Regions from separate parts of the Mus musculus genome. Here region 1 is linked to region 2. Evidence: chromatin contacts called from public HiChIP or PLAC-seq data. All regions are on one chromosome and are shown on one strand. Each heading gives the region's core, a stretch centred on a gene start, on an enhancer-like site or on the middle of the called end of the contact. The rest is flanking DNA. Distances are from core to core; before and after follow the strand shown. Region 1 has its middle 130 kb from the start of Slc41a2. Region 2 has its middle 18 kb from the start of 1700028I16Rik.

Evidence for each region. HiChIP or PLAC-seq counts read pairs in DNA pulled down with a chosen protein or histone mark.
Region 1: an H3K4me3 HiChIP or PLAC-seq map of bone marrow-derived macrophages shows a contact between it and region 2, with 5 times the contacts expected there. The contact joins two enhancer-like sites. A contact is called at or near these places in 1 of 15 datasets of contacts at CTCF or cohesin (large pre-B cells), 20 of 484 Hi-C or Micro-C datasets (B cells, the C2C12 cell line, CD4 T cells and 13 more) and 4 of 115 datasets of contacts at active chromatin or transcription factors (bone marrow-derived macrophages, embryonic stem cells and large pre-B cells).

What each region holds. Positions count from the first base shown.
Region 1 is chr10:83,204,343-83,211,269 of GRCm38.p6, reverse strand. No RefSeq gene overlaps it. Among named protein-coding and RNA genes, the nearest start is that of Slc41a2, 130 kb to the left of the region's middle. Within about 2 kb of position 4,344, at least 3 of the 459 cell types and tissues checked have an H3K27ac peak or open chromatin away from gene starts, as enhancers often do.
Region 2 is chr10:82,790,881-82,796,949 of GRCm38.p6, reverse strand. It overlaps a transcript of Hcfc2 not described here. Among named protein-coding and RNA genes, the nearest start is that of 1700028I16Rik, 18 kb to the left of the region's middle. Within about 2 kb of position 1,434, at least 227 of the 459 cell types and tissues checked have an H3K27ac peak or open chromatin away from gene starts, as enhancers often do.

The DNA.
Region 1 (6,927 bases), core at 3,095-5,594, 410 kb before region 2:
GCTGGGTTCATTCACTTAGGTAATTGGTGCGGTTTTCTGTTTTTGCTGGTCTTTCCCTTGAGTGACAGCCTACCGTCTGTCCTTTTTCTCTTTCCTCTCCTCTCTTGTTTGGGGTGGCAGCTGCATCCTGGAGCACTGAATAGAGGCATCACTGAGAACTTGGACTAAAACATGCCTGGGCTGGAGATGGATAGTAGTGAGTTCATGTCACCCCCAGTTACCCTAAATCTTACTTTGATTCCCTTTGTTTTTACTATTTGTTTTATTTTTTATTTTAAGGGTCTCATGTACCCTAGTACTTTAGGCTAGCTCAGAACTTGCTATGCAGATACGAATGGCCTTGAACTCCTGATCCTCTCGGCTCTACTTCTTGGGACCTGGTACTGCAGACGTGGACCTCTTCACCTGCTTTTATGCCCAGCTGGGAACTGAACCCAGGGTCTGATGCATGCTGAGCAAACACTTTAGTGACAGAGCAATATCTCAGGGCCAGCTGAATTCTTTTGAGGGTATTTTCCAGCTTGGAGATGAGTGCTCCATCCTGGTTAGATGTGAGGGAAGCTAGTGTCTGCGTTGTTTCTATAACACCCATTGACAAAAGCTCTGTGACCCACATCCAAACTTTACTAAGGCCAGAAGGGTCCTGCGCGAGGGAGCCCGTACCACGTACCCAGAGACGGGAACCTCCCTGCTCACTGGGGTCACCCCAGTTTTTCCCTACCCTCCTCATAGTCAAACCCTAAACCCACGGAGGCTGGCTCCCTTTCCGTTCTCAGCATCGGCATTAGCCTGACATCAGCATCTTCCTCATCTCTCTTTGCTGCTGCTGAGTTTCCAGGCAGAAGAGAAGTTAAGTCAACGGTGATGACGTACAGGCCCGAGCACCCCTCATTACACTGCAGTTTCCCGCTGGGCTTCTCCAGTGATCAATAGCTTTACTCTCTTTATATCCTTCTGCGCACGGAGCCTCTTCCTAGCGCACGCACGCACGCAGCTTTATGATAATGGACCTCTTGTGGGTGGTTTTAAGTCATCGTGTTGAACATAGGCTCTGTCCTTTATTTCCGGGAAAGCTTCTGGTTCTTTCTGATCATTTCCTGCCTGTTATTTTATGTTCTCGGGGTCCCAATTAGCTGGGTATTGCACCTCCCGGGAAAATTAACCACCGCCCTCATCTCTCGCTTTTCTCTCTATAATTTAAAATCTTCTTTCTGTGCATTTTCTTCGGCTTTATCTCCCCATCCTCCAGCTAAATTTGTTTGGGTTAAGCTATTTAAAATTTTCTAGAGCCTCTTTGGTCTCTTGTTCTTGGCACCTCTGTGTAAACAATTTCCTCCCTTACCTCTTGGCTGTTTTGTTTTTCTGCTATTTCCTCTAGATTTTTTTTTTTTTCTCTTAGTTCCACATGTTTTCTTTTGCTCCAGATGGCTTTCTGAATACCTGGGGGCTCCCGGCTGTGTGCTTATGTTCAAGAGTCACTCACGGCCTTCACTCGTCAGTAGTGAAAAATTAAATTATTACGACAGTTGGGTGTGCCTAGAGGGAACGTTCTCTGGGCCCACCTGGCAGGTGTATTTGTTACAAGGCCTGCTCCCACACGGGCTGACGGTGTCAGCAGAGAGGTGGCACTGTCTAAACATGACCCTACACTGTGTCCTTACAGAGTGCCGTGGTGTGAATGTGCTCTCTACCCCACCAAGTTCGCGTCAAAATTTGATTGCTATTGAGACAGCGTGGTGGGCAGGACCTGGGGGAGACACTCAGGTCCTCTGCTGTCACCAATGGGTTGATGGCTTTGTCACAGATGTACATTAACAATCATGTGGGTTTCTGGTAAAAGGGTGAGTGTGGACTTGCCCCCCTCTCTCACGTGTGCCTGCGTCCCCTCCCCCATATTAGGTCACAGCAAGAAGTTCTTTCCCCAGGAGTCGGTGCTATGCTGGTGACTTCCCAGCCTCCAAAACCATGAACCATGACTTTGTCTTCAGTGCTGGCATGATAGAAACTTCATTTCTTTGCTTATTTAAGTTGTCAAGGTCCAGCTTGGCATCAAACTCAATATATAGGAGAATAGCCTCTACTGTTAGCCTCCTGCCTCCACCTTCCAGGGGCTAAGAATACAGGTGTGTGTCACATGGTTTGTGTCATCCTAGGGAGTGAACCTAGGACTTCCTGTGTGCGAGGCAAATGCTCCACCAATTGACTACACCCCCAGACCAATAAAGCCTTTCCCTAGTTCTGTAAGACTTTGGAGCGATAGAAATAACCGAGCTTTCCCAAATTAACTGTGCCTTATTTATTTGCATAATGCAAAGTTATACACTAATGGATTTTAGGAAGTGTTCTCTTCAGTCTTACAATGTAGTAGAGGAAAAAAAAACCCACAAACATAAGAAATATCAGTTTGGCAAATGCTGTGTTAGTATTAACACCTCAAAAATAGTACTTAGGGGTAAAGAGTAAGCCGGTGGCTGACTGGGAGCCTCGCTGCACTCACAGAGGCTCTAAGCAATCCTTGGGCTTGGAAGCAAAATTCTAAACCCGGAAAAATCACCTTGGGCTTCGCTCTTATCATTTGCAGTGCAGATCTGTAAATTAACACATGGAAATCCGAAGTGACAGGCAGGTGTGAAACGGAACCCGGAGAACAGCTGCTTTCAGGGATAATATTGAAAATACATAAAAGCTGTTAATAAATAAAAAGAAGCCCATATGTGTAGTTTTGAAACCCAAAGCTCTTCATTCCTGGCTTCTTCCCACTCCCTAAGAGTAAATAGATTTTTTTTTTTAAGTTAACCAGTTCTGCCTAGATTTACAAAGATCCTTACACAAGTGCCAGGATAAGATTTGGTTTAGTGCAAAAGATTAAGAGGTGATAGTTCTCGTCAAGACAAGAAGAGTGTCTGGAAAAGGTAGAATTCAGCTTGGGTTCACAAAAATGGGGGCTGGAGGAGGTCGGTCCCTGAAGTGAGAAGGCAGCTTCCACCGGAGCAGCTGGAACCAAAGGAGTCCGCCAGCTCTGGGACTCCCGGCATGCTCTGTGGGTCTTGGGTTGCACTAGGCTGAAGGGATAAGCGGGTATCACATCACCTCAGCTCCCTTGCACCACTACAGCAGCAGAGCAGACCAGGGCATGTCTCCTTTGGCAGACATCATTTCTACAAAGGATTTTGTGTGACCCCAGTATTTCCAGTCTCTGCAGAGCTCACAGGAAGGTTACCACATCTGCACAAGAAGCCACCCCGTGGGGTGGAAGGTGGGCTTGTGCTGAGTGCAAGTCACAGGAGCATCCACCCTCAGGCAGGAAAAATGGACAGGCCTTGCTAGTCTTGTCAGGAACTCGATGGACTGAGTAGTGTAAGCTGCTGTGACCTTTCCCATGGGAAGGCCAACGCTATTAGAAGTCACTGAAGATCAATGTTCTGACCTGCATGGTAAGCTGTATCCAGACAGTGCAAAGAATGATATGTATACACACAGGAGCAGCGATCAAAGAAAGATGACTCTAGTCCCAGCTGGAAGGATCTGAGATGAAAGAAACATTGAGACATAAGAATGAAACAAGTTTCAATTACAGAGAAGGGAATGGAGTAAGAGAGGCCATCCAGCATTCCCTAGGGCTGGCCAGGTTGACCTTTAAAGGCTGGGTTGACCTTCCTCTTGACTTTACACCCAGGCCAGGTTGACCTTGCTCTTAGAATAAAAAGGTTCTGAAATAATTCACTGACTCTAGATCCCACAGCTGCAAGGCCTGTCATGGGGAAGGGCATCAGTAACAGCTTAGACTGGAAGGAAGTTCTCCTGAAATGGAAAATTTCTAGAACCTTCCCAGAGGCGTGGCCAGCAAGGGAATGTAAATGTTTATAAATCAGACTATGAAACACAAAAAGCCACAATGCAAATTCTGTAAAGAGTTGGGATTCCTGGGTTAGTCCACATGTCTATCCTCCAGAGTTCCTAGCAGGCTCTCAATAGTTGCTTTTTTTTTTTTTTTTTTTTTTCTTTTTGAGACATCATAACCTAGATGCCTCAAGCTCACTGTGCTAGTTGAAGATGACCTTGAACTTCTGACCCTCCTGCCCACAACTCCCCAGTGCTGGGATCGCAGGCGTGCATTAGCAGGTCTAGTTTATGTGCTGCTGGGATACACCCCAGAGCTTCCAGCATGCTAAGTAAGTGCTTCGTCGATTGCGCTACATCCCAACCTCTGATAATTGCATACCGATGTGTCCTGGGGACAATACTAGATCAGAAGAAAATGGTGGTAACAACATAGTCATAGTCTACATGGGTTGAAAGGGAAGAACTGAGACCTGGTGATTTCCTGTAGCACATATGCCGATACAGAGAGAAATCGAGCCACAGCTGTGGTAAAAACTGAGTTGAGATGGTGATAAACAGAGGCATCAATGTAAGAGGGGGAGGGGAGGGAAGGGTGGAGTCCTGTGCATAAAAACACTGAGAACACAATCTGGGGCTGGTGAGGTGGTTCAGTGGATCGCGCGCTTGCCACAAACAGGAGGATCTGAGTTCTGATCCCAGCATCTAAGGAACAAGCCAGATGTGGTGGCAGTGAGGTGCCTATAATCTTCTATCTGGAGAGACAGAGCCAGGAGGATCCTGAGTGCTCACCAGCCAGCTCTAGCTTGCGTTCTGAATTGGTCAGTTCCCTGCATACAACACCCATCCAAGAACAAAATCTAGTCATTATGGCCAAAAGAAACACACTCATAAATGAAAGTTATTCAAGATGTAGTATCTTACAGTCCTACAAAATGTCACGAGGTTACACACATTGTAACACTGTAATTCTGTTTGATCTGTCATCCAAGCTCAGGAATACTTTGTACACAAGGAAATTCAGACACCCATTATCCAGAGAGAAGATGCACAATTTTCCTATGAACAGAAGAAGGAAAAATAAATTGAACCATTTTCTAGGTGCTGTTACTCACGGTTCCAGCTAAAGGAAAGAAATTAAAGCAGATAAGCCTGGAGCCAGCAACCAGCAGAGATATGTACCCCTGTTCCCAGGCAACAGGAGCATGCGGAGCTTTCTGGAGACAATAAAGAAACATGGCAGCAGGAGCCACAGAATGGCTCAGTCTCATCCTTTGCCCTGGCACCTGGATCTGACGGAGACTGACTTTCAATGGAAATAAAAGGAGCTTTAAAAAAAAAAGTAACATTCATATTGACATATATTTCCTAAATGAGAGAAATCACTAGAAGAAAACAATAGAAAATTGGTTACAAGTTTTATTTTTTTTGTACATTTAAAAAAAATGTTGTGTTAGTTGTGTTATAAATGTTAGTTTGACAGTGCATGTGCAGAGGTCAGAAGACAACTTGCAAGAGTCACTTGCCTTCCATCATGTGGGTCCTGGGATCAAGCTTAGGTCCTCAGGCTTGGTTCTGGCATCTTATTCTCTGAGCCATCTTGCAGAATCTCCCTCCACATTTTTTAAGATTAGAAAAGTGTCACTAAGTTTGCAGTGTCACAGTGAGTTACCCATCCATTGCACACAGGTCTGATGTGCGCTCCACCACAAATAGTCAGATTTCTGCAACTGACCATGACAATGAGTCAGGACCAGAATCAACCTGACACAATTAAAATCAAAACAAGGGGCTGAGGAGTTGGCTCAGCAAAGCACTTGTTGGGCAAGTATGAAGACCCGAGTTTGGGTCCTCAGCACCCACATAAAAAGCTGGGTGTGGCAATGCACAGCTGCCATTTCAGTGCTATGGAGGCAGAGAGGAGAATCCTGGAGCTCATACCCAGCCAGTCCAGCCAATCAGTGAGCTCCAAGTACATGAACCCTTTTTACAAAAAATAAGGCAAAGAGCAGTTGAGAAAGATATTCATATTGTGGACATCTGGCCTCTGCACATACATGCATGCACATGTGCATGTAAATGCACATACATATGCACATACATTCATGCACATATGCACATATATGCATGCACATATGCACTTACATGTATATATGTGTGCACATACAAAACCTAGGAAATACAATAGACAGCTATTTTTAGGCACTTGGACCCCAAGACCCATTGGATCCCCAAGGAAAGGCAGCAAAGGTGTCAGGTCCAATATTGCTGAGACTTTTTTAATACATGGAATCTCTTGTATCTCAGGCTGACCTTGAACTCACTGTGTAGCTGAGGATGACCCTGGACTTCTGATGGCAGGAGTGCCATTACCTCCTGAGTGCTGGGATAAGTAGGTGTGTGCTACGACACCTGTTTTATGAGTTGCTGGGGATGGAACCCAAGACGTGATGTACACTAGGCAAGCACTCTACCAATTGAGCTACATTCTCATCCCCGTTGTGAAGATTTTCTGTCTGGAGAGAATTAATACCCAGCCTGGGATCACAGACAGGGAATGCCTGCAATCCTGTTAATAATTGAGGAGCAAGTTCTGGAAGACCAAGCAGGCTAGAGCTGGGTGCAGATCTGGTAGAGAGCACCACAGAAGAATAAATGTGCATGCTGAGTAAAATCCCAAAGTCCGGCTAAGAGTGGATTTAAGAACCAAGCCTCTCAAAGGTTCCAACACTGCCCAGTAGCATCATGGGCTGGAGACCACACCTTTGACACAGAGGCTTCTGAGGGATCTAGGTCTACCCAAACTGTAGCGGGACACAACCCCAACTAAAACAGCAGCTGAGTAATTCAGTTTCATTCAAATAAAAGATGTTTGCTTTCTATTGCTGTAATAAACACCATGGCCCAATGCAATATGGGAAGGGGCTTATGTGGGCCATCATTTGGGAAGAGGTTTCAGCAAGAACTCAGGCAGGAATCTGGAGGCAGGAACTGAAGCAGAAATCCTTGGTTACTGGCTTGTTTCATCTACCTTTCTTATAAAGCACAGACCCATTGCCTAGGGATCGCAACACCCTTAGTGGGCTG
Region 2 (6,069 bases), core at 185-2,684:
GAAGTGGGGGACCAGAAAAATCTTTTAGCCATGGGCTCGTCAGAAAAGACCAACTCAGCCATTGCACAGGGGCTCTTCTGGTACCGATAGGCATTTCAGCCTAGTTCTAACTATCCTGTCATTGTTGGGGTAGCCTTAAAGAGGACAGAAACGAGAAATTCCTTTCTTGCAGTCAGGCGTGTTTACCGGCTCAGATAAAGAGCAGAGACTCCGGCATTTTCCCCTTTTTGTAAGGGAGGATAATTGCAGGCAGCTGTAGGACCAGATACTACGTAACCATTTCCTCCAGGTGGCTGCTGCTTTTCTCTTTCCCTGCTTTGTTTTTATTTCGACTTTATTTCCTCTCTCCGAAACAGAGCAGGCCATCAAGCAGTTTTTTATTCTTTAAATTTTTATTTTCAAACATGATTGCTTTGCCTGTGTGTGCCTGTGCGGCACATGTGCTCGAAGAAGCCAGATCAGGATGTTGGTGTCTGGTCCGTGGGTGTAAGCTACTATGTGGGTGCTGGGAGCCAAACCTGGGTCCCCTGGATGTCGGTACTCATAACCAGCAAGTCATTGCATTAGTTCCTTTGTCAAGGATTTTAATAGAAATTTGAACAACCAGAAGTAGATGCTTTCTCCCACCCTACCCCGTTCTTTCTCACTCTTCTTTTCCTTCTTTTTTCCTCCTCCTCCTCCTCCTCCTCCTCCTCCTGTTTTTAAAGTAAGGGGCTCACATAGCCAAGTCTGTCTCGACTGTGTATATAGCTAAAGATGACCCTGAATAGGTCCATTTGCCTCCACCTCTCAAGTACCGCAATTACACACAAGCTCACATACACCCCTCTCCATGTTACATAGCGCCAGAAACTGAACCCCAGCCCAGTTGGATCATTCCACTCCCCGAGCTACACCCCCAGCCCCTGAGCACAATTTCTAGTCGAGTCTGAAGAAGGGAAATAGCCAGATGAAGGAGGAGAGGCATGCAGATGCCTCAACACCAGAACCATGCCTGGGCGAGTGATGAGAAAGAAGCCAGGAGGAACCTGGGAGGGGTGGGGGTGGGGCAGATTACAAAACACGGTCGGCTTTCCGTCAAACTGTTTTGAGTTTGATTTTATCTCTGGGTTTGGGGAGCAGGGGAGTATTTAATCTCTAGAATTGAATAATTCAAACAATTTATTGATGATATCTCTGACAGTTGGCAGGAAGGTAGGATGGGATGGGGCAGGAACGCTGGCAAGGAGCCCAGTTCTTTGGCCGGGTGGGACTTGGGACTGAAGCCCTGTAGCAGAAGGGGTGGCATTCCGGAGCTCAGGTAGCATCCATGGGATCTGCAAACAGTTCCTGGGGGGGAAGACAGAGACAAGAATGTGAAGCAAGGAGCTACTGCCCTCCCCTGGCAGGTTCTGGGCAGATTGAGTCATGCGTTAAGCAGTGCACACTGGTTCCCAGAACCGAGCCTGCTGCCTGGAAGCAACGTCAGGAGTTTCCTGCGGCTGGCTCTCCGCACAGCTTTGTCTTTGGCTCCGGTTAAGTGCTGTGCTGGAAACTGGAGTGGGGAAACTGGCATTCTTCCTCTCCCCATGGTACTGTCTACGACAGACAAACAACATATGGAAGCTTGAGATGTCCAAACAAGGCTGCGGGTGTAGCTCAGTGGACAGGGGGCTCACCCAGCCTGTTGGAAGCCCTGAGTGGGGTCCCCAGTGCTACACGTGCTGGACATGATGACGCAGGCTTGTGATCACAGCACTTGAGGCAGAGGCAGGCATTCTGGGCTTGATGACAAGAAGCAGAGAACCTCCTGGAACAGGAGTGTGGGCGGAGCATGCAAGATGAGACCCAGTTCTGAATGAGACTTTCCTGTCGCTTTGTACGTGAGGAAGAGACACTGTCTAGCCTCTCCTTTCTCCCGTGCTGTGACTAGCCATCTCTTAGTGGAGCTTTTGAAGTGATGAGAAAGTAGTGATTTCTGAACGAAGATGACTGCTGAGCATGATATTGTCTCAAAGGGGAAAAAAGGTCAAGGGCTGGAATGATGGCTTAGCAATGCTCCTGCACAGGGTCTGGGTCCAGTTCCCAGCACCGACATGGCAACCCATAACTGTCCGTAACTCCCACTGCAGGTGTAAGGAAACCAGTGTCCTCTTCTGGCCACATGTGGTACACATACATACATGCAGGCAAAAACACTCCTGCACATAAAAATAAATAAATCTTTGGAAAAAAGAGATTACATATGAATAAAATTAAACTGATAATTTCCAAACGCATCACGTCTTAAAATCAAATTCCGAATCCTTCCAAAGAACAAAGTAGTTGAGAGCAGTTAACAGCGATAATCTGGCTGAGAAAAAAAAATTGTCCTCATTTTCTTTGATGAACTGATAGAAAGTAACAGAATGTCTAAATCCAGCACTCAGCAACAGAGGTGTGCGGACAGACGCAGGTGGATCTCTGTGAGTTCTGGCCAGCCCCATCTATATAATCAGCTCTAGGACAGCCAGGGAGACATAGAGAGACCTTGTCTCAAAAATAAATAAGTGAATACACAAACAAACAAACAATTGTGCTTTCCAGTCCCTTAAAACAAAAACAGTTCCTGAAAAAAATAGTATTAACTACTCCCTAAGCCCAACCACACATTCCAGAATCGTCATAGCCAGGAGATAGTCTGTTCCCCCAAGAATAAGAGTAACACACATCTCTTTAGTGATTTCTGGTTTTTTTTTTTTTTTACTTGAGAATCACATTCCACTTTTTAATAAAGCATTGAGGCTGTGAGTTGATCTGCCTATAAGCACAGGTTATAAATAATAGAGTGGAATATCATACCTAGCTGAAAGAATAATTATTGTTGTATCAATAGTACACTCTTAACCCAAACTATATAGAAATACATGGGTTCAAAGGCACTCCATCCTTACTGGGGCAGGCTCCTTTGGCTACTCCTTTGGTTCTTTCAGTAGAACTCAAGCCCTTTTTCGTTTCCAGACTATCTTTGATAGCCACAAACTTCTGGCAGGATAGGAATTTCTGTAAGGTCCTGATTGGATTCTCTCTAAGCCAGTCAGTGATCTAATTTCCTCTTGCTAGTTCTTGGCTTATGTGAGATCATGTGTATGTGACACATATGTAAAATCAGGAGACGAGACCTTTGGGTGAGCGTGAGAATGTGTTCTCAGATCTCAGCTGTGGGGACCTTAGCTGACTGATGGCTGCTTGACCTAAGGTCATACTTTCCAGGAACCAAGTCCAGCCACCGGCTGACAGGCTTACTTCTAAGACATGAGACTCTTAGGTTCCCTTTTGTTTTGTAGCTACCGATGCATTATATTCATCCTTCAGCAGGGTAGAGAGATCGCCTCCACTCTTTTTCATGGCCGTGTAGTATTCTCTTTAAGGATTTGCTGTGACCTGTGTGCCTCTGTCTATGATCATTTCAGTTGCTTTCTCTATCTGCCACATAAAACATGGGGAAAATGTCCCTTGAAATGTCACCTTTAAATGTCAAATTACTATGCTCTTACTCTTTCCATCTCCCAATCAGAGTTACATTTCAGTAGAGGAAATAATTTTTCAATATAGCAATTAATTATTTGCAAATTTTATATAATGTATTTTGATCATATTCATCCCTCACTTGTCCCCCCAACCCCTTCTAAACTGACTCTTACCTGTCTACTGCCCCCCCAACCTCATAGCCTCTCTTTTTAATAACCCATTGAGTTTAGGGTATGGGGCCATCCACTGAAGCATGACACCCTTACCAAGGGTCACACTTGTAAAGAAAACTGACTTCCCTCCCCCAGAAGCGATTAACTGCCCACTGTTGCTAGATATTTGATCACATTGTAAACCCTGAAATTGTGTTATTTACTGGAAAAGAACTGCTTTTGGTTGTGGCGTGGCTCCGTCTTAGCACACACCTTTAATCCAAAAGCTTTCTGCTTGAGTATTATAAACAGGATTAAATAAAGTCAACCCTGGGTCAAGAGGCAGAGCAAGCAACAGTTGACAGGAAGTGAACATAAGATTATTAAGAAAAAAAACCATAGAGAGTAAGAGGGAGTCAGGAGGATGGATAGAGAGACGCAGATCACAGAAGGGAGGGGCATTGGTTGAGTGTGAAGGAGGTTTTTTGAGATGGAGTAAGGGAAGGGCATTGTTTCTGGGGCTGAGAAGGAAGGTCAGCTGGGTACTCTCTCTGCCTCTCTGACCTAGCAGGCTCTCACATCAGCATCTGGCTCCCAACTCTTCATTGGTAAAATCAAATGATTAAGATTTTATTAAACACAACAGCCCACAGCCCCTCAGCTCATGAAACCATCCCCCTCCATGCTAGAATGTTGGCTGGCTTGATCTTGTGCAGACAACCAAAGTCTCCCCGAGTTCATGAGGGCAATAATTCTGTCATGTACAGGAGACAGTTTCCACTCAGGTCAAACATGACCTCTGGCTCTTACAATCTTTGTATCCCCGCTTCTGAAATGGTCCCTGAACCCTGGACAAGGGGGTGGGGAACAAACTTTAAAATGAACATCAAAGGCAGTTAAATCAAATACTTTTATTTTGGTGCCAAACAAAACAAAACAAAACAAAACAAAACAAAACAAAAAAAACCCTCAACCATTAGTCTTCAAGATCCATCTTCCTTCTGCATGGCCAGGTTGATGAGAAAAGAATAAGAGTCAGTATTCATCTACCATTCAAGTCCTTATTTATTTATGTATGTATTTATTTATTTAATATATGAGTGCTTTATCTGCATGTACACCTGTCTACCAGAAGAGCGCATTAGATTCCATTACAGATCATTGTGAGCCACCATGTGGTTGCTGGGAATCAAACTCAAGACCTCCGGAAGAGCAGTCAGTGCTCTTAACCACTGAACCATCTCTCCAGCTCATCAAGTCCTTTTCTTTTTAATTTTTCTTTTTCATTCTTTCTTTCTATTTTACGTTTAATGTGTATGGGTGTTTCTCCTGAGTGTATATTTGTGCACCACAAGTGTGCAGTGTCCCAATGAGGCCAGAAGAGGGCATCAGATCCCCTGAAACTAGAGTCACTGATGGTTATAAGCATCCCTGTGCATGCTGGGAAAGGGAGCCCTGGGTCCTCTGCAAAGGCAACCAGTGCTCTTAACCACTGAGCCGTCTCTCATCACCTCATTGTCTATTTTTCAGATAGGGTCTCATTCTGTGATGCACTCTGACCTGAAATGCACTTGTTACCTGTGGGTGGCCTTGAATTTACATAGAGCCTTCTACTTCATCCTTCTGAGATCTGGTCCTTGTTGATAACACTAATCTCTGCTACCAGTCTAGATGATTCTTTCAGCTTACTGTTGACCAGTTTGAGGCAGTTCTCATGGCTCCCAGTTGACCTTTCTCACTATAATAGACCTCAATCCATACATAGGAAGAGTTGGGAATTCAATTGTGAACTACCCTAATTGCATGCCACCCTAATTGCATGCCAGATCTAACGAAAGTAACTAAAGGATGGTTTTGAGGACACACTGGGCCACTTTGAGCTCAAACCATATCAGCCTCTATTCTCACTGGGCCAGAGTGATGCCTTGGCTCTCACGGAATCAATGCCAGTTCACACCCAGGGTCTCAGAGTCCCCAAAGGGAAATATCTCTCTCCCCAGTGGCAGTGTGATGGTCTACTTTCCTTATTTTTGGCAAAATAGCCAATAGCATCAGTCCATATGGAGGAAGGGCTGTAGATTCAGAGGTTTCAGTCAAAGATCTACTGGGCTATGGCAAAGTTGCATAGTAGTCTAGGAGCTGGTGGCAGGGGAATCCTGCTTACCCCAAGGTAACCAGGTAATGGGGAAAGGAAGCAACTGGAGTGCAAAGTCCCCTTCTAGGGTATGCCTTGATGACCCCATGTCATTTATCTCTCAAGGATTCTACTACCTTAGAAACCACGAACTGACAGCCAAGCCTTAACACACTGCCCTTTGGGAGACATGTCTGTGCCATGGGATATTAGAATGCCACTGAACAACTGCATGTGGAGACCTGGGTGAAAGTTTAACAGGGGCAACATTCTTCAATGGACCACCCTTCGTTC